Regions from separate parts of the Mus musculus genome. Here all the other regions are linked to region 1. The links are chromatin contacts, called in public Hi-C and HiChIP or PLAC-seq maps. All regions are on one chromosome and are shown on one strand. Each heading gives the region's core, a stretch centred on a gene start, on an enhancer-like site or on the middle of the called end of the contact. The rest is flanking DNA. Distances are from core to core; before and after follow the strand shown. Region 1 has its middle 63 kb from the start of Gm40750. Region 2 has its middle 43 kb from the start of Gm34297. Region 3 overlaps Atp2b1 (ATPase, Ca++ transporting, plasma membrane 1). Region 4 overlaps Gm34346 (a long non-coding RNA gene).

Region 1 (6,334 bases), core at 1,936-4,435:
GATTCCGAACACCAGCTGTTCATGCTTGTACCAGAGTCAGTATCATATGAGACATGGATTCTGGGAAGAAGGAAAATTTGAATTGACAATGAACCACAGATTCAATGGCCAATAAGCATAAGTATATATAAAATAATATTATATAATATATAAAATAAATACAAAGATAATAATACAAAAATTTAAATTACTTTTTACTATTATTATTATAGTAATAATTGAAGCAATAGCCTCTTATTTGAAATGAGCCTTCTATGAAAAGCCTTTACAGTATATGTACACACATACACAAAAGTTCATTTTTGTTTAGAAAATATTTGTATACCAGATTTATATAAAACCCCTATAGAAACCTGGCTTTATTTTATACAATGTATAGTGAATTGACCAAATAGAATGTATATTGCCTAAGAATACACAATTTAATCTGAAGGGATGAATATTTTTAGGCATAAAAGTAAGGGAATTGTACTGGTTTAGCAAATTAGTGGTCATAGATTTTTCCAATAACCATGATTTCTAAGATTTTTTATTTTTATTTTTTTAGATAAAGTTTCAGACTGGCCTCCATATTAAAATCCTCCTGCCTCACTTTTTTCCGTCCAGGGATTGGCATATACCTCCATGCTTGGTGTGTCACGTGCAGTCTTGGTTTATTTATAGCCTTAAAATCAGCAACGGATTTTTTTTTTCTGAACACTTTTCACTATGACTTCTGGATAAGGAGATTTCTTTAGAGTGATTGCATTGTCTAAAGGCCAGATATGTCACAGCACCATTGAAATGCCGTTTGGTAGCTAGTGATGATTTACTCTAATCCGAAAGTCTTTCTCAACTTTCCTGCAAGAGAGGAAAAGACTAAATTAACAATCATTATAAAAAAAAGGGAACATGTAAAAAATGCCAAAAACAATTTGGAAATTGGGGGTGAGGGCAGAGTTGGAAATGGGGGGCATAAGAAGGGGAAAGCAGAATGCAAAGCCGTGTGATTACATGCAGTTTATTGAAATAAGTTCAACAAAATGAGTCTCGTCGTTCATGTCATTGGGGGAAATTGCCATTTTGTTCTGGGTAGGATTCCTATTTTTGGAAACTGAAAATTTGCTAAAGTAGTACATTCATCCAAAATTAGCTTGTAAAATGCTTGCAGTCAGCAGCATCTCCAGATCATGGTCAAATGGCATTTTGTGTGGATATTTGGTGACGAGATGTCTAACACAGGTTCAAGTACAATTATTCAGCGTTTCATTACCATCTTTTGCAAATTCAATATCACACCAAGCTGTTAGGAGCCGAAATATAATATGTGTTCTGTGTCTGGCAAGGACACCTAGCTACTGTACTTGAGAACCAAGGACAGCAGCCCTAACAAGTAATATGTGAGATTCTTTTCAGAGGCAAAACATTGGTGACGCTATAATCGATCACTAGCCTCACAACTTACCTCATGAAAGGAAACAAGAACTTAAAGACATGCCTGTGGCATCTAAACTGTGTCTAGTAATGACTAAATGAAGAGGTATGGGTTTAAGAGGAAAAAAAAAAAAAAAGCAGAGCAGAAAGGACAGAAACGAATCTAGAAACAAGAAGAATGACAGCAACAAAACCCAGCAAGCAAAGCCTTCTAGTACAGTGTGTGGCGTGTAGTATGTGTTCATTTTGTTTCCTGATTTTTTTTTTCTTTTTTCTCTTTGGACTGGAATTTAGGGCATTCCCTTTCTTCTGTGGCGATTGTAGGTGTGTGCTTCCACATCTGGTTGCTTCTAGACATTAAAAAAAAAAGGTCTTTTTGATCAAATTGATGTGTTGATTGATTGACTGATCGGTTGAGGTGTGTGTATGATTGTGTTTGTGTGTGTGTGTGTCTAAGGACTCACTTCTTAGAACTTGGGTTGTCAGAACTGACAGGAAGTGTCACTGAGTCATCTCACGTCCTGCCTTTACTGAGGGGAGAAGGGTAAGATCAAGAGGAGGCATCTGAGAGAAGACTTTGGTTTTTTAATCTCTGTAACAAGAAAGGAACAGCATTTATCTGTCTACATTCTTCCAGAGCCCTTGGTAAAGAACAGGGTAGGCTTGCAACCTGACCACATGCAAGTTTCTGCTTCCTCCAGCCCAGTTTAGTGTGTGGAGAAAGCAAAGCCCAACTTCTACAATGGAAATGGAATCTTTCATTGCTTTTTAAAAATCACTTTGTCTATTTATTAGTTTTGCAGTGCTAGGGACCTAATGTAGGACCTCACACATGCTAAGCCAGTGTCCTGTTGCAGGTTTTCCCCTCAACCCCTGTTAAACTACAGCTTACACGGTTAGGACTTTGCGGCTTTATTCCGCACTAGTTAAAGGGGGGTGTGGGGGGGGGGGGAAAGGGGGGAAAGGGGGGAAAGGAAAAGACATGATTGTTCCTAGGTATGGTGGAGGACAATATTTACTGTGGATAAAAGAGAGGAATAGCCAGAGACAGAAATACACCAGGAGAGCCCAGAGTGGTCGGTATCCTGAACCTTGTAGGGTGAGGAAGAGGGGAAGAGAGACACGGAGCAACCGGATGCTGCAGCCCAGAGGCCAAAGGTACAAAAAGGGGCAAGAAACTGAAATGTCTGGATTATATAGGGAAGAGCCTCTGGGAGGGAAGGACAGCCCAGCCACTGGGCTGGAGAGGTCAGCATGGCTGCCTGGGTAAGCGGGCCATCCTCTGTAACTGGTAGGGACTGAGGGATGCTGGGGGAACCTTGCCAGATTCTCTTTGATATGTTAATAAGGCACCTGCAACTCTGGTCCTGGGTTTGAAAGTTAAAAGAGCTGAAGTGTGAAACGAACGAATGGTGATTTTTTTTTTTTTTTTTTGGATCAACTTTTTAAGGAGTACTTCCTAGACAAAAGCAGTGAGTAGAGTTCCCACGTACCTAACAATTATACCTAAGTGGTCTGCTTGGAAACCTATTTGGGTTATTTTTCACATTTATAGAGTTCAAGGTAAATCCCAAACAGGGTTATAAACCACAGGAATTTTCAAGCCTATAATGGCCCCTCACCTTTTAAATGACCCCAAGGAGTGACAGGCCTCCTTGAAATCCGATCTGACTTGAGTAATTTGAAAAAATGTCTCACTCAGTTCCTGCCTTGAGGAGAAGCCGGAAGTCATGAGTCAGTTTCTCTGGTTACCATTGAGACCGCGTCAACTGAGAGAAGGCACTTTATAAACAGCAGTGAGATTACTTCCCTAACAATAAAACCTTCAGTTGTGCTTCCTCTACCGATAGGAAAGATTCGGGTAGTGTGAAAGATTTGGGTAGGGTGAAGACTTATGGAGAAGAGGCAACCTTGCTGTGCTGTGGAACCAGAGTTTGTTCTGTAAAATGTTCAGGCAGGAGAAGTAATGCCGTGTAATGACACCTGCAAATTTATTATTACACTGAGGCTGCTGTGATAGGGCCACAAGATAATAAATCCTGTGAGAAACCGGAATGATATGGAAAGACCACATAAAGGAGGACTTGGGTGCTTCAGTCAGCCAGCCCTGGGTAAGCTTCCGCCAAGTGAGCATGCACCACTTTGGAGTTTACTCCAGCCTGGCCACTGGGAGAATACACATTCAAGTCAGGGACACGGAGCTAAGTACTGCTTAGCTGAGGCCAATCAATGTTTGATATCATTAGTAGCAAAGGAATAATTGTGGCTATTATAAGCTACTAAATTTTGGGGTAGAAGGTCACATTTTAAAATTCAGAACCATTAAGCCTGACGACACAAATGTGTAAGATGTCTGGCTAACAAAGAGTTACCCGTGTTTCTGAAATACAAATCCATACACTCACACACCCACGTGTGTGGTTTTTTGTTTGTTTGGTTTTTTGTTTGTTTGTTTGTTTTTTGTTTTCCTTAATTTTTGGAATGAGTAGAGACTAGGAGCTATATCCTCAAAAGGCCCCAGAATACTCAGATAACTTGAAAAATATGCTATTAAAAAGTTGTGAAGAAGTGTCAGGAAGAAGAAGAAGAAGAAGAAGAAAAAGAAGAAGAAGAAGAAGAAGAAGAAGAAGAAGAAGAAGAAGAAGAAGAAGAAGAAGAGAGAGAGAGAGAGAGAGAGAGGACACGTGTGTGTGTGTGTGTGTGTGTGTGTGTGTGTGTGTGTGAGACAGGGTTGTATTGGTTTCATCTGGTCACTGTATTATGCCAGGACACCCTAGGGGAAGCTCTTGGACTTCAACATTCTGCCCAGATTCTTCTTTTTGAGTTGCACGAGAAAGCTTCACTCTTTTATTATTTTCATATTGAATTAGAAGCTCTTTTACATAAATATAATTTTCTTCAGCATCTGTTGATTTTTTTGGACCATGAAATTTAGCAGGAAATTAAAAGCATGAAGATTTGCATAGCATAATGCTGAGTTATGCAAGTTTGAAATAGGTCTTTATCTAATTCTGTCACAGAAATCTGTTTTTTAGGAGCAGAAGGCTCGGCAGGCTCACATTACTCATTTGTGCGTTTGCGAATGCCACCTCACTCTCCTCCCGAGATGACTCTGTGGCTCACCAGCTTCAACAGCCAGTCGAAAATGCACTTGCCAACAGCCTCGGTCGGATGCCAGCTCCTGGGGGGCTTTGACTGTGGTGGACAGCTTGACACGGAAGTAGCCGGAGTCAGGACAGAGTCAAGGTCGGGAGATAAAGTCGAGGCTTTAACCCCGGTGGCAGTCAGCATCGTCCATCTTGGCATACAGAACGGAGTACAAGGCCAAGCACTTAATGAGAATCTTTCGGAAACCTTGAATTGTATCGGTCCTCCATCTTCTGTCTGTCTTAGGAAGCAACACGCTGACTTCACGAAATGCTTTCAAGAACGCTAGGAGGTGCATGGTATATGCTTATAGCCCCTCACAGACAAAGGGGTTTCTTCAGGCCAGTGATCAAATACCAGTGGCTCAATTTCTGGTCTGAAGTTGTTCACAGATGTTCTGGTGTTGACAGATTGAACATTTAGCCCCTCTTTTTTTTTTTTTTCTCTATACCTGTTTCCTGGGTGAGACCCGAGTCCCTCTTAAAAACTCAGTTTAAATACTTCAAAGAAGTATCCATTTCTCTACCGCCTGGGTTTGTAATCTTCAGCTAGGAACTCCTCATACCATCCTTTAGAGGGAAACCATCTATAATGCCAATTGTTTAGTTTTGGAGCCGGAGAACATTTTATATATCAAAACAGACCTGGCTTCCAGGTTCTTCCAGCATCCCTCAGTCCCTTCCTGGCATTCCCTGCGCCCCCAACCTTGAACGTTCCAGCCTTGGGGCTGGGCTGCCCTTTCCCCAGAGGTCTCTCTCTCCTCTCTCTCTCTCTCTCTCTCTCTCTCTCTCTCTCTCTCTCTCTCTCTCTCTCTCTCTCTCTCTCTCCCACTCCCTTCCTCCTCCTCTCCCTCCTCCCCCTCCATTCTCTCTCTGCGCACTCTCCCATTCTTTCTCTCACTGCCATCTCCTCATGGTGACTTTCCTGGCCTCAATCCTTGGGGCCATCGAAGAACAGCTTTCCAGTAAACCTGCCTTTAATATAATCTAATCTGGCTTAAATTGGCTCATTTCACCAAGGGAAATCTATCACCAGTAAATTGTGTTGTTTTAATGAAAGCCCTCATTGCAAGCTAAATGTGGTGGCAAATGCCTGTTATCTCAACAGGTTTGAAGCTGGGGCAGGAGGAGTGAGTAGCCATTTTAGGCTACAAGGTGAAATCCTGTCCGGCAAACAAACACTCTCATAAACAAACACTCCTCCTTCATGTGAACTCCCGATCTTGACACTTGTTACAAAAGGGGTGAACAGCTATTTGTGTGTGTGTGTGTGTGTGTGTGTGTGTGTGTGTGTAGATAGGGCAAGCTTTACTCTTAATCAAGAGTGTGTGCTTGGAAGATCGAACACACGGAGAAAGGCAAATAATACACTTGGCTTTTGTTCTAACCCAGATAGTGACTGTGTCCTTCCCATTGGCTGGGGTCCAACCCTTAGTCAACAGTCACACCGGAAATGAAGGAGGAAGGGGGCAGGGATCGTTGTTCCTGGAAAGTTGCAGGGGGTCTTTTTCTGTAAACTAAGGTTTTGCATGTGTGGGAGATTAAAATATTTGTATAAAAGTCTTTCAAGGTACTTATGGGAAGATACAAAGATTTGAATTCCTTATCAGGAATGCAAGTTTTATAGTATTTAATAGAAAACACAGAAATATATTAAATATTTCTTATAAATCCTTCTTGTTTTTAAACATTCTTTTCTTTAAACTCACTAAGTTCTGGGCTCTCTTTTTCTGTCCCCTCTTCTAGTAAGCAGGTTCAAGAGGGAAGGAATACCT
Region 2 (6,334 bases), core at 1,618-4,117, 250 kb after region 1:
TCCTCCTACAGGGTTGCTCTCCTCCTCAACTTCTTCCAGCCTTTCCCTAATTCAACAACTACTGTATTCCAACAAAAGGAATTAAGTTTTTCTCCATTATGAAAACTATGTAAGAAAGCAAATTTTCATTTGGAAACAAAATAGCATCATCATGAGTGCCACCAGATGCCTCTCATATAGACTGGGATCACCTCAGGAGTCTTGTGTCTTACTAATCATGACTTATGCCTCCATGCTGCAAAGAATCATTTCAATGTGTGGAGGGTTTCTTTTAGTCAGTCATAAAAGTGACACAGTCATTAAAGCCTGCAGACCACAACAGCAAAGGTTTTGACTTTTGAAAAGAAAATGATTTTTTTTGAAATTGAAATTATTATTCTTATAAAATTGGTAATTATGATCATTAAAGAAATAGAGAAATAAGCCATCATCTGTGATCTGAGTCTTCTGACTCTTGCTCCAATTTTAATAATGAAACTATCTGCCTATAAAACTTTTTCATAGACTCTGCTAGTCAGAGTCTAACACAGAACTTTCAAAGATTTTTATACTAACCAAAGCTCTACTAACCAAAGAGATTCTACTAATGAAAGTTTGGGTTTGGGAGAAAAAAATCATTTAAGAGGCAAGCACACTAAGGTTTTACTTATATAAAACTTATATATACTTATATATAAGGTTTTACTATAGGAAGCTTCTTTTATTTATCTTGGAAATCAAGACCACAGCTTTACAGGAGTAGAGTTTGAAGAGAACCTGTGAATTCATTCTCTCCAAACACAAGCCCTATATGATCTCATTCCAGGGACAAAAACCTTATGGTCAGCTTTATTGGAAATAACTTTTGCAAAAGATGACCTTTAATCCTAGGTTTTATTACTGTCAAGATCTGCGACTTCATTGTGTGACCTGATTGTGTCCTCCCATGTGACTGACAGTCTATCCCATGTCAAGATGATTTGCACATTCACACAATTGACCCCAAGGAATGAATAACAGATGACTCAGTCCAAACCCATGCCTACTCCTGGAAAATGTGGCTCACGAATGCATTCTTTATTCAGAGATATTTTGTAGCGTTTTATAGGAAGGAGGTCGGCATATTACTTGAGAAAAGATTCATGTCACATTTTGTTTAAAGATTTGTTTCACTATTTCAGAGTCACACTTCAGTAGGCCGGAGTATAATAGCTTTTTCTTGGCCCTTGAAATGATTCCTTCCCTTGTGCTTCTTGGAGAATTGAAATGAGTTGTTCACAGACACCTGTGAGCATTAAGGAAAAATGACCCAGTTCTTGAATAGTGCCAATATTTCCTTCTTAGTCATTCTTATCAGGGTAAGTGGAAGCCATTTCTCTGCAAGAAACTCTACTGAACATTCTTTCTGTCAGGTCACACACTCAAGCCTGATCAGCCTCTGGTTTCACTGAGGCATCTTTATACGGAAGTGTCTCCTTCTTTCTCTCCCACCGGCACTACTACTGTGATAGTTGATCTGTTTTTATTCCATAGAAGTCCGTGTTCCTTTTCACCCCTTACTAGGATCTGTGTGGTTCATCTGGACCCTTACTTTAAGATTTACCATAGGAAGACTGGAGAGGCAGCTCAGCAGTTAAGCACACTTATTGCTCTTGCAGAAGGCCTGGGTTTGGGTCTCAGCTCACGACAACTAGTAACTCCAGCTCTAGGGGATCTGGTGTCCTTTTCTGGCCTCACTGGCACCAAGCACACATGTGGTGCACATATGCACATGGAGGCACTGATGCATGGGCATAAAATAAAAATATTAAATCCTTAAAAAACCCTTTACACTGAAGATACCCAGTCTAGTGCTGAAAAATAGATATAAGTACGACGGTAACAATGACTAATAAAAACTGAGACCACGAATTTGAAAGAAAGCAAGGGAGAGTATGTGGGAGGGTTTGGAGGAAGAAAAGGAGGGAAGAAATCATGTAATTATATCATAATCTAGAGGTAAATATGCAATCTTGGGGCTGAAGGATATGGGTCATTCTGTAAAATGTCTTTTGTGCAAGCCCGAGGCCTGACTTTGGGTGGATGATACTCAAGTAAAAGAAGGTACACAGCTCCTATGTACATAACACAAGTACACACACACACACAATCACACACACACACACACTATACACACACACACTATATACACACACACACACACACATACTAAGAATAAATAGGTAGCTTAAGGTCATTTGAACACAGAGTAGCTAACCTAAGACTGGTTGCTACATATGCCAGATATGGTTGTAATTTTTTACACATATTAACCCACTTAAACTACAATATTTTCCAGAAAAATGTGTTACGAATACCTCCATTTACAAGTGGAGAAACCAAGGAAGAACAGGGTTTCATAATATGTTAAAAGTTTCCTAGGTAGTATATTGTAAACCAGGTCAGGTCCATATATATATGTATATAATATATTATATGTATATTTGTAAAATTTGCAAGACTTGAAAGGCATGTTTTCAAGAAACACTGATTAATACAGTCTACTCCATAGACAATATGTTGTGCTAGTCTTTGGAATTTCATTAATCTGAAAATTTCTATATAAAGACCATTAAAATTTGTAGTTTCTTTTCATGGAAAGAAAAAAAAAAGAGACAAATCTACAAAACCATTTTCTCTCTAATTGAGCTCAAATCAGCAGCCATACATCCTAAAAGTGTTAAGTTATGTTATTTTTGAGAAATGATGTGACATGCCCTAGATTTCAAATGCAGATGCTGCAGACAACCGAGTAAATTTCTGAATCAAAATCGCTATATAGGACATTAACAGGCAGGAACTGGGGTGGAGAGGCAGTACCCAGCTCTGTGGTTGGGATCCTGTCTGGAATACTGCCACCTAGCGATGCTAGTCCGTCATCTGCCCCCTCTTCGGAAGAATGCTCCTCACTGTGGCTTCTTCCCCCCTTCGCAGATATCCTAGTAACGGATTGTTCCTGCAGGGTTTTAAGGCCACCCACCCATGCTTTATAAACATAATTTACAAAGGAGGACAGACCGGTAGGATTGTGAAAGAGAGGGAGATGAACAGCAGAGGATTTATCAAGAACTCGTAAGCGCCCAACAGTCATGTAGATTGAAGAGAGGAGAAAAGCATGGAAATTAAGAATAACGGAAATAGGGTGAATAAAAAAATATTCGAAGAGAAGACGAGATGAGGAGGGATTTCTTCTTGTTGTTGTCTTGTTGTAAAATGAGAAATAGAAGTTAAAAAGTGGAATTATGAAGTTAGTAAACAAACAAACAAACAAACAAAAAAACCATAGGGACAAATACCAGTACGTATAAAGAATGACAGAAGAAAGCAGCCGAATAAACTTAGCTATTAATGAGAAGACTTGAAGGTCTCTTTTTAAAAAACAATAAAAGCAAAGTGTCACATTGGTTTCTCTTAAGTATAGTTGAACATTTCCAGTATCCTAGAGGAAGAAGTCATTTCTCTTGCTGTCTCCCCTGTGTAATGCTAATGGCCTTGTTGGATCTTGCCACTTGCTTCATTAAAATACTGGACACCTTTTGTGCTCTTGAGTTGCTGTAGAATCCACACACAGAACCCAGGGAGCATAGGGCAGCCCATCCCGAGAATTTATTTAGGGAGTTCTGGTTTTCTAGCATTCTTTGTAATGCTACTAAGCAGCTAGCCATATTTTGGGAATATACATTGAGGAAGATTATCAACTTTTAGTTATTTTTGTAATTCAAATCAGGGTCACTAATATATAAAAATGACAGCAATAGTGGTTGTGATAATATATTTCTCTGTTCATGTTTTAGAAAACACGTAACTCCACATTATCTTCTGTTCTCTGAACAGCCACATTGTTCAGTCATGGCTAGGGGAACCAGTCTCTTTTCTAGCCACGACATTTGAGCTTCGAGTATAGAGGACCTCTCCAAAGTTCTTACTTACTAAATGCCTTTTTATAGGATCACAAAACTGGGAAATAATGTTTTATTTTCCCGTAAAATTCAATAATGCTTGAAAATGACATGCATGACGCTGGGAAAGAGGCATTGTTACCTCCTACATGGCTGGGAATGTCTCTGGAGGAGGCCTGCTTGCTGCCCTCTAAGTTATTTCATGCATTAGAAGTTTTCTCTTTGGACCGTAGGAGCTGAGAAGGAACACATTCTTCTATGGTAAGATTCGGTTTATTACCCTTTCCAGTGTTATATCTGTGTGTACTTATAATTAAAGTACATCGGTCATATAACTATTTGAATGTCTTGTCTGACAAAATAAAAACCTGGCAGGGATAGAGGATAGGCCAGATATTGAAAGAAGCTTCATTGATAAGTTCTTTGAAATGGCACATTGAAAAGAGTCCATTCTTTCAACTATTGAATCAAAACGTGATTTGTTATCAACGTGGTGTCAAGTCGTATATGCTAAGTGTTGAGGACAGAAGCTGGACACCACCCTGTTCTTATAAAAGGTCTAGCTTCGACGTGAATGCAGGAATATCCATCCACTTAGCTTTTATGCCACAAAGGCTACTTACAACCACCCACGGATGACTCCAGGTCAGAATTACCTTTGTTCTAGTTCAGATGAAAGTAGCCCTATGGCAGATCCTCCAGTAGGGGACATCTCCCTAACCTCTACAATTGAAAACTAGGACACTTACCTTTGGTTTTCAAAGGAGTACTGTTTGACTTCTATCAACTTGCTTTTAGTGTGAACCAGAAAAAAAATGACCTAGTTGACTGGTTTAACCAAAAATAGATTGAAACAGTCATGTAAATTTATAGGAAAAATTTTGGTCAGTTCAACTTGCTTTTCCCAGACTCTGTCTCTCAGAGCAGCAACCGTCAGTCACATGTCCCAACTTTGTAGATGAGAAAACTGCTGTATAGAAGGGAAAACAGAAGCGATGAAAAGATAAATTAGAATTTTTCGGTAATCCAGGCAAGAAGGTTAATGACTCATTTCAGTTGGCGGCTGTGAACATTGAGAGAGAAGATAGAAGCTAGCAATAACCAATGTAAAATTTGCAGTGATTGGGAATGATTGTTAGAAAATTAGTGAGGGAGGGAGGAAGGAAGGAGAGAGAGAGAGAGAGAGAGAGAGAGAGAGAGAGAGAGAGAGAGAGAGAGAGAGAGAGAATGTGAGTAGTCTAAAATTGTTTCATCTCCAAGAACATTGTCCATACAAAGAAGAATCATTTGAGGAGGCAGTAGGAATGTCAGCCCTCATAACCCAACAAGATTAAACTGATTTTCAAAAGTGAGCATGATGTTCTATTGGAATCTAAACTGAGATTGGGATAGTAGAGCCAAGGACCCTATAAGGACTAGATGGATTTTTGGGAGAAAAAGAGCAAGCCAGTTCACCAATATAAGGAAAGCAGGGGGTGGGGATGGAGGGATGAGGGATGAGGGATGAGGGATGAGGGATGAGGGATGAGGGAGGAGAGAGGAGGGAGGAGGGAGGAGGGAGGAAGGAGGAGGAAAGCCTTCAGTGCAGTAGGAATGCTGTTTCTGTCAGAAGAGCATTACAGTGGAGAGGGAGCCGTTTGAAGGTGATCTCTTGGTAGTTGGAGGTTTTCCTCTAGTAAACTGGAACAGAAATCAGGAAATGAACTACTATTATTGTTACAGTAATCATTACTGTGACTTTATGTAGGATATGACAAGCAGGCTACAGATAACCAGAGCCTGTGAGACTCCAGCTACTCAATCAACACAAAACACTCGAGACTAGACATATTAAAAATGGATTCCCTGGCCAGTAGGGCTGGGGTATAACTTGAAATATCAAACATATGTTAATTAGAAAAGAGATTAATCATCCTCAGAACGCCTTCCACATTTACCATATCAATCCTCTCAATAGCCCCAAGGTAGGTATCAGTATTCCCCCTTCAGGTTTTTCATATAAGGAAACAGAAGGTGAAGTAAAAATACTTGTTCAAGGACTAAAACCTGCTCAAGGTCACAAGTTTGTTCAAGGTCACAAGCTTGTTCAAGCTGGAACTAAAATCCAAATATATTCTCAAAAAATGCACATTAAGGACAGTAAGTAGAAGATGTAGTCATCTCTTGAAGAAATCATTCTCGTTGTTAAGGTAGGAATAGCAGAATGTCCATGTCTAGATTTATAACCCATGGGATCATCTGGATGTGCACCGTTGTCCTGATTCTGTAGTGATTCTGTGATGTCTGGAACAGAGTTTGACTCTTCAAATCTGTTTTACAGCACCCCATGGACAGGATTGTTTTGTATATTATGTTATTTGCACATCTCTTTGGAAGTATGCTTAGGACACCATCTTATGAATATAGAGGCTGATAAT
Region 3 (6,334 bases), core at 2,024-4,523, 210 kb before region 1:
TATTCACTGTATCACTTAGTTCTCATACACCTCTAACCAAATTCACTGGCTTTTTAAATCTTTACAGCATCCTCAATGAGGGCATCACTGCATGTATTTGCCGGACTCTCTTGGCAACTCATAGAACAACATGGCCTCCATCTGCTACCTTGCTTTCTTGCTCCAGGTTACAGCTGCGGACCCACGTTATCATTTAAATATTCTGCAGTACTTCAAGTGAAATCACCATTATTATACTTAACCCTGTCTCATCTAAACCATTTCTTCCTAAAGTTTCTATCAGTCCCAAAGACATCTGAAAAAAAAAACCAAAAACCAAAAAAAAAAAAAACTTGTCCACGGCTCTGTCCAATAGTCACATACATTCTACCCTATGAAAGACTCTTTCTTTCTTTCTCTTCCTTTAGGAAGCATCCATCTCCTGGATTCTTAACCCACAAGCTTATCCAGTTTCATCTCCTTCTACCACACCTACTAGAAACATCTGTCCTCAATGCAACTTAAGGGCTGTTCACAGTCTACAAAGGAAAAAGACAAGTGTACAAGCAAGGACAAACAAACACGACCCAAGGACTCACAAAGGAAATGGCGAACAAACAACTAAGTATCAACGAGTATGGGGCTTTAAGAACAATTTCCGGCTTCACTGTCTAGAATAGCCCTCACCAGGACCAGGAGTACAGGGTGGTTAAGATGAAAAGTCATGACACTCTGATGCCATCGGGAGCATGGCAACAAGGAGGTGGCACAAGAAACAGCTGGTCTCGTGATAAAAGCATTATTTCTATCTCCAAAGAATTTTACAGAAACTAATCTTCTCTCCTAAAGTACAACCTCCGCCTCCATGACAGAATGCTAAAATAATAGCAGCAGCAGTCACATAAAGGAGAAGGGAAGGGCTGGGAGATAGCTCAATAGTTAAGAGCTGTAGCAGGTGTTCCAGGGGGGACCAGCGCTCAGTTCCTAGGATGCACATAGGCCACCTGAAACTGCCTGCAACTCTGGTCCCAGGGATCTCAGAGCCTCTGGTCTGCAAGCATGTGCACACTCCCCCCTCCCCAGCCCCCACACACATTTACATTAACATAAAGAAAATAACTGAAACTGAAGGTCAATATAGAGCCAATGAGGAAACAAGTAATCTTCTAATTTGTTGACTCTTTCTTTCTGCTATTAATAAAGACAAGTGAAATCACTTTATAAAACTAAAGATATTTGTGCCATCTTCTGAGAAGACCAGAAACAAGTTTAATTTCCCTTCTTAGCATTACAGAATGTGAAATGCATGAATGAGGAAGATGAAGAGTTCTTGGAGGACAGTGATGGAAACTGGGAAGCCTTTATCTAGCTCATGAGTCCCCCAGAGATCTCCAACAGACCCACGCGCTAGCAGAGGGCCCCAACTGCCACACTGGTGCATGCGCCCTAGTGAAAGCTGACCTATTCCTTTTCCACTAATGGGCTTCTTCTCTGCATTGCCCCTTTCCTCTGGCCTGAAAGCATGGGAACAATCCACTGATGTGTTCCCATGGTCTTTCAAGGCCTCTGTTCTATGCAGACTGCATCCTTCCTTGTTAAACCCCAAGGATGCCTGAAGGCAGGAGAGTCATTCATTTCTGCATCTCCTAGTGACTACTCCAGCAACAGCCCTTTGTCCATAAAAACTGCTCAACACAGGGTAATTAAACTGAACTGGAGCACACGTGGCCACACCAATAAAGACAGCATGGTCCTTTAGGAAGGAAGGCTCATTGGGGGCTAGCAAGGCAGACTGTGCTTCACAGAAGCCAGGGTTCCTTCATCACTTCCAAGGCCACGTGACCCACCAGTTAATCAGAACAGGAATCACATAGCCCATGTCACATTTTCTTGAACTAGCAGAGTGACCTTGACAAATACTGTCTCACCATCCTAATTTTTAAAACGTGAGCAAGTTGTTCATTTTAACTCTCTGGACTTAGCTTGCTGTTAGAGCCAGCACTGATACAGAACGAGCACTCAGACAACTCAAGCTATGGTGATGATTTTGACTAGCAACAAAATATTTTAACTAGATTCTACTATACACTTAATATTAACACTGTATCGTGGAGGGTGCATAGTATACATCTATTAAACAGACAAATGTGTTAATTTTGGTATTTGAAGGTATTTGATGTCCTTTCATACAGTGACTCCAGATGAAATTTAAAATTTTCAAAAAGCTGAAGAATTTTATAACAGCTAATTCCCAAACTAGGTTGGCTCATATTTGAAAGAATATCAAATGGTCACCTAAAGAGGGGAGAAAAGTTTTCTTCCTGTGGTTAAAATCAGATATTTAAATTATTAAATATTTAAGATTCTTGAAAAAAAACATTAAAGAAAACTAAGACAAAACCTGGAAAACTCCTTGCTGCATAATATTTAGGGAGGAAAACACAGAAACATATGTACCCAACAATTATAACCAAATACTGTAAAGAGACAAAAACCAGCAATTAGGAAGAAATGGGCAGTTAGCTTCCAGGTTATATTTTAAATAATAAATGAAAGATAAATATATTAAAAATTAAATAGTAAGCACACTTCCCTAATGTTCCAAATGTAATGTGCACAACACAAAGTCAAAATGCTGCTTTTATTAACTGCTTGGGACCCTGATTTTTTTTTAATCCACCAACAGTTTATGTAAAGATGCCAAGTGCAATGACATCAATGTCCTGATCGTATGTCCTTTGGCCACTTTAATAATGTAAGCACTGAGTAACATCTTCAATACGCTTACGAACCAACCAAGAGTGTATGCTTCACGCCAGTCTGAACAAGGAAAGGGAAACGGCACAGTACAATGAGACATCCGGCCTTCAGAAGAACCGTCTTAGAATCTGAACACAGAAAACCAAGTATCCAAAACCCAAAGTCCAGGTCTTTCTAGGGAAGAGAGGAAAAAACTTGAGACTTCACTGACCTTGTCTTGATGGAAACATCTAGGAGGAAGTAAAAAGCAGAACCCTTGCATTAGGTCAGCCGAATGCCAGTGCCATTTCTATAGACGAAAATCAGTCAAACAGCAACAGTTCCCCAGCACATGGAGGGGAACAGGAAGATCACTTTGAGCAAAAGCCCTCAAAAGAATAAAATAGAGCCCGGGTCTCCAGATCTATGATTACTAGATACACTGAATAAATCAGGGTAACTCAACGGGGGATGCATTCCACAGGGAGAAACAGGCTGGTCATCCAGAGCAAAGCAAGCAAAGACTGAGTAGGCTTGAGGAGGAAAACCCAGGCTTCGTGTAAACCACATTCAGCGTAAAGTGATAGAAGCACACTGTGAGGTTTAGTAGTCTGTGTGTCACAGATGGAAGGAAGTGAGTCACTAGCAGTAGTTACCAGAATTAAAGCGCACACCTGGGCAGGTACTGTTCTAAGTCGTTTTCTGTTACACACAATGTATGGCTCATGCTAGCTAATCCTCCCAATCCCCATGAACAAGGTTGTACTGGTTAGTTTTGTGTCAACTTGACACAGCTGGGGTTATCACAGAGAAAGGAGCTTCAGTTGAGGAAATGCCTCCATGAGATCCAACTCTAAGGCATTTTCTCAATTAGTGATCAAGGGTGAAAGGCCCCTTGTGGGTGGGACCATCTCTGGGCTGGTAGTCTTGGGTTTTAAAAGAGAGCAGGCTGAGCAAGCCAGGAGAGGCAAGCCAATAAAGAACATCCCTCCATGGCCTCTGCATCGGCTTCTGCTTTCTGACCTGCTTGAGTTCCAGTCCTGACTTCCTTGGTGATAAACAGCAGAATGGAATTGTAAGCTGAATAAACCCTTTCCTCCCCAACTTGCTTCTTGGTCATGATGTTTGTGCAGGAATAGAAACCCTGACTAAGACAAATTGGTACCAGCAGAGTGGGGTATTCCTGTGACAACCTGACCATGTTTTGGAGAGGACTGTGGAAGGACTTTGGAACTTTGGGCTTGAAGATCCATCCATTGTTAAGAGCTCTGTCGGATGTTGTGTAGGAGCTTGGAAGATAATGTTGAGAACACTGCAGAAGATGGAGGTCTGGTTTGTGAAATTTCAGAGGGAAAATTAAAGACTCTTTTCAGGGCCATTCCTGTTTTGATTGTGAAGATTCTGTAGTTCTGGTTAGCTGGGGCTGAAGAATCAGCTGTGATTAACAAGATACCAGAACTACTAAAGCAAAAACTTTGCATTACTGGGACTATTGATGCTGGTTAGCTGGAGCTAAGAAATTAGCGGTGATTAAGAAGAGACCAGCATCATTGAGGTGACATCTTCTGGGAAGTGTTTTCTGAGAGCACAGTGGCTGTGTTCCAGATATAGCCAAAGTTGTACATTGTGCTGTGGCTGGACTTGGTAATGTGTAAGGGTCACCCAGGTGGTACTGGTTTTGAAGGCATGAAGGAGTTGAGCAGAGCAGCTGAGGCTTGGCACTGTGAGAGGCCATGGAAGGCCATTGGTGAAAGTGCAGCCTCAGTTGCAATTGATGGCCCAGGACTGAAGGGGTCATGTAGTGTTTTGGAGATGCCAGTACCATGAGATGACCACCAAGAGCAGCAGCAGTAGTGGAGTACAGGCATCTGGAGCCTAGAGGATGATGCGTGTGCTACAAAGGGCATGGCTGGAGAAGTGACCCAAGCCCTTGGAGGAACCCAGAAGATCGTGAGTTGGATCCCAGACATTGGATGGTTGGAGATTGACTTTTGCTTTTGATTGTGACTGTGCCCTGATATTTTCCCTCTTGAAGGAAGAAACTGTTTTAGTGGAGCCCACAGTTAAGAGACTTTTAATTGTAAAAAAGACTTTAGATTTTAAAAGAGATGGATATTTTAAAGAGATTGAAAATTTAAGAATATGTAAAGACTGTGGGACTTTTAAAGTTATTTAGAATGGGAATGAATAAGATTGTAAGGGTTGAGGCTTACTAGTGATGTTTTTGTGTGTCAAGTTGACAAGGGGTCAATTGTACTGGTTAGTTTTGTGTCAACTTGACACAGCTGGGGTTATCACAGAGAAAGGAGCTTCAGTTGAGGAAATGCCTCCATGAGATCCAACTCTAAGGCATTTTCTCAATTAGTGATCAAGGGTGAAAGGCCCCTTGTGGGTGGGACCATCTCTGGGCTGGTAGTCTTGGGTTTTAAAAGAGAGCAGGCTGAGCAAGCCAGGAGAGGCAAGCCAATAAAGAACATCCCTCCATGGCCTCTGCATCGGCTTCTGCTTTCTGACCTGCTTGAGTTCCAGTCCTGACTTCCTTGGTGATAAACAGCAGAATGGAATTGTAAGCTGAATAAACCCTTTCCTCCCCAACTTGCTTCTTGGTCATGATGTTTGTGCAGGAATAGAAACCCTGACTAAGACAAAGGTACAACATGATCTACAAATCCCGATATGATATATATACATATATCCAACATGCTCTTTAGTAACTTTTTACTCTTGTCTGTGTAACCTGTCTGTGCATAGGCAGGATTGGAGAGTTTCTGACATTGACCTTTAAAAAAAAAATCCCTCAAGTGGAATTGAGAGGACCTGGGTTCTCTGCGCCATGTGAAAGCGAGGAGTGGAGGCCCCATCTGTAAACCTCCCTTTCAAATTGCCCACCACTGAAGGACAGGGCTGGGAGGATCTCAGATGTCTGCTGGCCAGTCAGTCCAGCTGACGGAGCGAGCTCTTGGTTCAGTGAGCAACCCTGTCTCAAACAATGCGTGAAAAGTGACAGAGGAGACACCCAGTGCTGACACCTGGCCTCCACTCCATACAGTCAAAAAAGTGTGTACAGTCACACTCATCTACCACACACACAGACAAATGTACTTTAAATACCATAAATCAGTTAAATGGCATTCTGATTTTTATATCCAGCTCATGATCGCTGTCAGGACACTGAGCTTCGGCGACTCCAAGTGTGACTCATTACGAGGTAAATCTACAACAGGATATGATTATTCCCATCCTGTGAGAGAGATCCTCTCAGGGACAGCTCGTCCTCTCCCTCCCAAGATGAGACACGTGGCCACCATCATCTGTTACCTCTTCCTTCTTCCAATCTGAGTGTAAGAATGAACATCAGAGGAACAAGATTTTCGGCTAGGCTATCCTGGCCCTTAATCCCTAGCAGGTCACATCTGCTGGCCTCAGTTTTCTCATGTGTGCACAAGTAAGACGAGTCACCTTCCCCTCCTTATCTACTCTTCTCATGGACAGGCCCCTCCGCATTCCACAGGCAATTCGTACTCTGTGACTGGCTTTTCTAGCCACTTTCTGTCTCTCCCTACCACTTCCTCTATACCTACCTCAGTACAGTCCAAGGTCAGTACCCACTTAGGAC
Region 4 (6,334 bases), core at 1,718-4,217, 130 kb before region 1:
CTATTTTTAAAAGGCTTGCCAGAACAGGCATAAGGATTGTCAGAGATAAAGAGATGATGGGTGTCACCATCTGAGGGAAGCAGTTTAAAGCAGTGGGAATCCCTAGCGTTAAAGCCCTAAAGTGAGACCATGTCTGCATGCTCACGGGACTATAAGGAAGTGAGTGTGGCTGAGGCAGCATGCAAAGCAGAGACAGGAATTGAGGTCACAGGGGGAAGGGGGAAGTCTAGGTTTCTATTTATCATGTATACAGATATATGTTCTTAAGATCATTTGTAGGACTTTGACTTTTACTCTGAAGAAAATGGGAATCATATCAAGGTATGAAATAGAGAAATGGACAATGTGGCATTTCTTAAAAGGATAATTATATGTAGAGGGCATCTAATTAAGTAGGAAGAAAAGAGGAGGCAGGAAAGCCTTCTGGAAGGATGTTGTATTGATCTTCGGTAAGAGGTGGAGATGGCTTGCATTTTGAGTAGTGATAGTAGACATGGCAAGAAATAATTAGAACTTCTCTCTATCTATTTTTAAAAAGCCAGCAGCATTTCTTTCTAAATGACCAGAGGTAGCTAATAGAAAAGGAGAATCCAGGGTGCAGGCAAAGTCTTGTGTTGGGTGTCAGGGCTTTCGTCATGCCATCAGGTTGAGAGGCACCTAGTGAACTGCTTCGGGGGTGTGGAGATTGAGAGTTCAGGGTGGAACGTTCTGTGTTCCCTTTGTTATCACCATTTGTTTCTGTAAGTTGCACAAGTGAGGGCCATGGAAAGCATGAGTCAGTGAGAGAGTATCCTCCTGTAGTACTGGGTCAGAGTAGGCGTGTCTTTGAGATGGAGAAGGGAAAGAAGATAGGAGAGTATCAATGGCTCTGTTGCTGACTCATGCTTTGTGTGACAGTCATTTGTTCAAGTTAAGAAAACGGAGCCAGAACTATTAAGCTCTTCTTGTACGCCAGATACGTGGTGTACTAACTCATGCCTACCTTCGTAGTTAAAGGAGATGTTGAATTGCAATTAGAGACTAGAGAGTTTCCTAGCCTCTGCCCTACAGCTGAGACCACAGGAGGATTTTTGTAGTTCACAAACACTCTCTAGCCATGATATCATTATTCATCTTCAGAACATTTCTTGTCGAGCAGGCTGGTGAGGTTACCCTTTTTGTGCTCTGAGGCCTAGAGGTCTTGCTCAGTGCAGAGGCAACAGTTAAAGTGTCCAAGATCTCTGACTTACAGGGCAAGAGCTTCCCAACAGCTCTTTGTCACCCAACTTTTTATTTTCAACATTTTAAAACTTTAAAAATGTATAATAGTATACCAAAACACATAAATTTCTTTTATGTATTCCACCCATTGTTATTTTGCCATATTTGATTTATATCTTACGCGCGCACACACACACACACACACACACACACACACACACACACACTTTTTTTTAATGGCCTGTTTGAAAGTAACTTACAGGCATTCTGTCATGCCCAAGCATACTTAACCTACATCTTTTAAGAATTAGACTACTATCCTACAAAACAAATCTCATATACAAGATAACTAATAATAATTTAAAAACCTGTTATCTCATATGCTATCTATATTTAAAATGTGGGACTGGCACCTAATATCATTTTTAGCTATTTTATACTTTGAAGGTACTGATCTAGAATACTGTGTGATATTTGAGTACAGTATCTTCCATCTCTTTGAATAGAGCTATTTTCCATTTTGAAAAAGGATACTGTTTTTGAAAAGTCCGGGTCACTTGTCATAGAGAGAGTCCTAAATTCTGTTTGTTTGATTGCTTCTTCAGAATTAGATTTAGGTTAAAGTCTTTTCAGTGTTTTGGGCAGTAATAGCACACAGGTGAATGTCAGGTTATGGTCCTGTGTTGAGGGACTGAACATTTAACTTCATCAAGGCGAGAAGTTCAAGATTCTTCATTGTGGGACCACACTTTCTCATCTTAGGTTAATGTGTTTTGTGGAGTGTTTCTGAGCCTAAAACATCAGCATCCAGGGAGGATCTTTACCTGGATTTGTTACTTCAGCGGTGGGTGCCAAATCCCCATTATCTCTCCTTGTTTCTGTTGTGCCAGGATCTTACACCCCTGGGACTCTGCAGTTGTAAAAGATGCAGGAAGCCAACTATGGAGTTAGATGCAGGTGAAGGAATGGCTCAGGTGATGCCAGGGTCCACCAGTGCTAGGCAGGGCATGTAATGGTGAAGCAAATCTGCTACTCTGGTGACAGTGAGTTTCAATTCTGTCACTTTGGGTGGAGACAGTTTCCATAGCTTAGCTTTTCTTTCTTTCTGTTTTTAAAAGTGTTTTTAGGGGAAGAACAAAAGGATTAAACCAACACAACCTCTTTAGCACCGTTTTCTCTCCTTTTTGCTCCCTTTCCCTCCCCTCTCATTCCCTGATCTTTCATCAAAGGCACTAAATGTATGTTTAAAAATTTTCTCCAAGTTTTTTACTCTTTCATCTATCTCTTCTAATCGACCAGTTCTTAACATTGTTTTCTTCTGGCACAATTGTCCTGCTGGCTTTTCTTGGTAGAACAAGGACTTGAGGAAGTTGGAAGCAGTTTTTCACTTTGATTTTCTTTTTTTTTTTTTTTCTTTTTAGGAAGTAACTTTTAGTTATGACATATATGGTCCCAGCTCAGCTCTTCACATCAGAAAATACATAGTTTTGGAAAAAAATAATATATTTTAAGAGTTATCACAGTATTTTTCTCCAGTAATTGTCAGCATCCCAGCTGTACCCTGTTTTTTTTTAAAAAAAAAAAGCATTGTTCTGCCAGCTACATACATTCTTTTACTAAAGCTGAAAAATGGAAAGCTCTCTCTCTCTCTCTCTCTCTCTCTCTCTCTCTCTCTCTCTTTCCTGGTAGTGTCTAACCACATATCTGAACTCTGGTTTCACATAGGCAGTTGTTGATGCTCAGCAGATACATGTTATGTACAAAAGTCATGCTGCCAGGGTATGGAAATTAGGGTGAGGACCTCTGAGAAGGTGTCTACTTAACTCGCCAGTCATCTAGTTTCTATGGTAACGATGACAAACAACTGGGCGTAGTGGAACACCCTGTAAACCAGAACTGGGGAGGCAGAGGCAAGATGATTGCAAATTTGAGGTCAACCCAGGATTACATAAAAAGTTCCAGGCTAGCCTGAGCTACAAGATAAGACCCTATGAAAAACAAAAAACCCAAATAAACAAATAACAACATATGCTCTCTCTCTCTCTCTCACACACACACACACACCAATAAATGTGAAAAAGAAATAAAATTTAAAAAGTGAACCCTGGCAATGATACACACACACACAGAGAGAGAGAGAGAGAGAGAGAGAGAGAGAGAGAGAGAGAGAGAAGAGAGAGAGAGAAACAGACAGGCAGACAAACAGACACAGAGAGAGATAGAGAGAGTCAGTATATGTGTGTATGTATGGACATCAGAAGATCATGGTCAGTTGGTCAGGTTTGGTGGCATCTTTGCCTGTTGAGACATCTCTGGCCACTCACTTTATTATTTAAAGAAATAGTTCCCCCTCCCCACACCCAGTGCAGTGTATTTACAAAATAGTCTTTTTAAAAAAAATCCTACAACCTCCAAATGTACTCTTAACAGTTCTGTCTAAATAATTTATAACCCAAAATTATAATAATGCTATAGAATATGATATAGTTTTTACATTGAAAGGTGTCGTTTTGTGATCTGATAAACTTTCAATTCAACTCTTTGCACAAAGTTTAGAGAATAAAGTGGTGCGGAAGGATAGGAGACGGTCTCCCTCAGTACATTCCACAGCATTGCTTGTCAGAGTGTTTCAAGGGTTAGGAAGGAGATGAGCCCTTTCTCAGAGATGTACTTGACCCTGTGTCTGCCTTGTTTTTCCGGGTAAAGGACACTAGTTTAATCCCTACAATCCTTCCGCGGCTTGACATAGAGTATATCACACAGGGTAGGTGAGGTTTGAAGATCCTTCTAAAACCTACTTAATATTAACCAGGAGTTTTATAATCCTAATTGCCTGTAAACATTATTTCTTCTATGTATTAAACTAACGCAACATGAAGCATGTATTTAAATAGCAAAACATCTTGAAAACAGTGACCCTTATGCTCCATAGAGGTCACTTCTGAAATTAAAATTTAGTGACTCTATGCTGGATGTTAAGGCTTACATCAAATGATTTTTAAAGGTGGTTTCAACTTTAAAATAATAAAAGTCCAGCTGTTAGTAAAATCTTATTTTCAACATTAAATATGATAGCATGTGGTAAATATATAAGTAAAAACTAAATATGTGGTTGTCTAATATGAATGTAATTTTAAGAGTAATTAAAATGAATTTTAGTTTTAAAATGACATTTTATTTTATGCTGAAAAATAACATTTAGAATTGAAAATTTACTATTTTATTATATCCAAAATGTTTAATGGATTTATGATTCAGATGTTTTGATTATAAGTTTTGAGAATTTACTTAGTGTTTTGAAGTTAAAACAAGAGCTCAGTGGTACATGTCTAATTTTGGCATTCAGGAGGCTGAGGCAGAAAGACCTTGGGTATAAGGATAATCTGGCTGTATATTGACAATCTGCTTCGGGCTGGAGAGATGGCTCAGCCATTAAAGGCTAGGTTCACAACTAAAAATATAAGAGAATCTGCCTCAAGAAAGTTTTTTCTAGTTTTATTTTAAAGAGCTGGGGATGCAACCTAGTGGTAGAACTCTTGCTTAGTGTGTGCAATGCCTTGTGTTCCATTTCCAGCACCAAAAAAGAAAGAGACAAAATAAACAAACAAACGAACAAAAAACAAACAAAGCAAAACAACAAAACTTCTTGAGTCTCCAAATAAAACAGAACAATAACAAACACACAATAACAACAAAACTGCCAAAATTTGTCACTGAAGAGTTTTTCCATGCCTAGATTTTTATCTTTGAAACATGGATATATTCAGATAAAACATTAAAAACCACTATTGTTGCCAGGCGTAGTGGTGCACACCTTTAATCCCATCACTCGGGAGGCAGAGGCAGGTGGATTTCTGAGTTCAAGGCCAGCCTGGTCTACAAAGTGAGTTCCAGGACAGCCAGGCTATACAGAGAAACCCTGTCTCAAAAAAAAAAAAAAAAAAAAAAAAAAAAACAAAAAAAAAAACAAAAAAAACAAAAAAAAAACAAAAAAAAACAAAAAAAACAAAAAACAAAACAAAAAAAACCACAAAAAACTAAAAAACCAAAAAACCAAAACAAACAAACAAACAAAAAAACCACAAAAAACAAAAAACAAAAAACCCACCAAAACAACAAAAAAAAAAAAACCCAAAAAACAAAAACAAAAAACCCGTTATTGTTTAAACATAATGAAGTTTTATGATTCAACACTAGGGTGTCAAGACAGAGTTGGTGTTGAACAGGATTGGCATAGCTGATAGCAAATAAGGTAGGCTCTGAGGATTTTTACATCTATAGCCAGAGCCTCCTATAGACCTGTGTGATCCACATACCACAGAGGGAGAGTTCAGTGATTTCTGCCTCTCTCTCTGAGCTGAGTACCCAGTTAGCCAGAGATAGGGGTTCCAATTCTTTTATATTCCCTGTACCCCACCACAAAGGTCACCTGTACCCTAGGCTGGCCAGGAACTCCATACATAGCAGAAGATGACCTTGAACTCCTCCTGATCTCCCTGCCTCCACTTTCCAAGGGCTGATTACAGAGCTGTACCACAATGTCCATTTGGGGGTGGGGGTAGAGTGGGCTTTTTTTCTTTTCTTTTTAGTTTTCTTTTCTAATACAGGATCTTACCCTGTAGCCCAGGAACTTGGAGTACCCGTCCTTTCTCAGCTTCCTTGGGGTAGAGATTCATTTTACACCTTGTGAGTATTTTGTTTTCTTTTTTCCTGTTATTCTGTCTACTAGTGCTTTTCAAATTGCTCCTTAGGGACTTTTGAAATAAAATTATTGATATTTAGTAAAAATAAATTCAATATGTGTAATCACAATGCAACTATAAAGGAAATATAAAGCTACAAATAGTAAAGAATAATTGAAAATGCATACAATTTCTTTTCATTGTTCTTTCAAAGTATTAGATTTTAGTTAACCATATTGTCATAGCTCTCTAGTACTAGCACAGGAGAGGATGAAGCAAAGGCTGTAGCTCAAGGCTAGCCTAGAGATTACCTCAAAAGAATGAATGTCTTTTTCTGGGCTGAAACAAAACAGAAGAAAAAGTAAGCTTATAATAATAGCCACAAACAGGACCAGTCTGTTTTTACTTTTGTCTTCTTTGTAGGCTGTAAAAATCTTAATATATTCACTGAA

What was found. Hi-C and Micro-C count contacts between places; a contact is called where the count stands out from the background. HiChIP or PLAC-seq counts read pairs in DNA pulled down with a chosen protein or histone mark.
Region 2: a contact with region 1 is called in an H3K4me3 HiChIP or PLAC-seq map of bone marrow-derived macrophages, with 5 times the contacts expected there. The contact joins two enhancer-like sites. A contact is called at or near these places in 1 of 39 promoter capture datasets (hippocampal neurons), 13 of 484 Hi-C or Micro-C datasets (Th1 cells, Th2 cells, adipose-derived mesenchymal stem cells and 6 more) and 3 of 115 datasets of contacts at active chromatin or transcription factors (CD8 T cells, bone marrow-derived macrophages and pancreatic cancer cells).
Region 3: a contact with region 1 is called in an H3K27ac HiChIP or PLAC-seq map of microglia, with 5 times the contacts expected there. The contact joins two enhancer-like sites. A contact is called at or near these places in 1 of 484 Hi-C or Micro-C datasets (macrophages) and 4 of 115 datasets of contacts at active chromatin or transcription factors (CD8 T cells, bone marrow-derived dendritic cells, microglia and 1 more).
Region 4: a contact with region 1 is called in a Hi-C map of Th2 cells, with 2.0 times the contacts expected there. The contact joins two enhancer-like sites. A contact is called at or near these places in 1 of 15 datasets of contacts at CTCF or cohesin (CD8 T cells), 14 of 484 Hi-C or Micro-C datasets (CD4 T cells, ECoMG-derived neutrophils, Th1 cells and 10 more), 4 of 115 datasets of contacts at active chromatin or transcription factors (CD8 T cells, effector CD8 T cells, microglia and 1 more) and 1 of 9 other capture datasets (liver).

The regions. Positions count from the first base shown.
Region 1 is chr10:98,741,217-98,747,550 of GRCm38.p6, reverse strand. No RefSeq gene overlaps it. Among named protein-coding and RNA genes, the nearest start is that of Gm40750, 63 kb to the left of the region's middle. Within about 2 kb of position 3,185, at least 158 of the 459 cell types and tissues checked have an H3K27ac peak or open chromatin away from gene starts, as enhancers often do. A contact at or near this core is called in CD8 T cells, Th1 cells, Th2 cells and 6 more, where this site is marked.
Region 2 is chr10:98,491,099-98,497,432 of GRCm38.p6, reverse strand. No RefSeq gene overlaps it. Among named protein-coding and RNA genes, the nearest start is that of Gm34297, 43 kb to the left of the region's middle. Within about 2 kb of position 2,867, at least 12 of the 459 cell types and tissues checked have an H3K27ac peak or open chromatin away from gene starts, as enhancers often do. A contact at or near this core is called in bone marrow-derived macrophages, where this site is marked.
Region 3 is chr10:98,951,445-98,957,778 of GRCm38.p6, reverse strand. The region is part of intron 1 of Atp2b1 (ATPase, Ca++ transporting, plasma membrane 1); the gene reads right to left. Among named protein-coding and RNA genes, the nearest start is that of Atp2b1, 39 kb to the right of the region's middle. Within about 2 kb of position 3,273, at least 63 of the 459 cell types and tissues checked have an H3K27ac peak or open chromatin away from gene starts, as enhancers often do. A contact at or near this core is called in CD8 T cells and microglia, where this site is marked.
Region 4 is chr10:98,874,729-98,881,062 of GRCm38.p6, reverse strand. It overlaps Gm34346 (a long non-coding RNA gene), which reads left to right. Exons shown (of 9, transcript XR_871991.2): 3 at 5,808-5,886. Among named protein-coding and RNA genes, the nearest start is that of Gm34346, 4.8 kb to the left of the region's middle. Within about 2 kb of position 2,967, at least 49 of the 459 cell types and tissues checked have an H3K27ac peak or open chromatin away from gene starts, as enhancers often do. A contact at or near this core is called in CD8 T cells, Th1 cells, Th2 cells and 5 more, where this site is marked.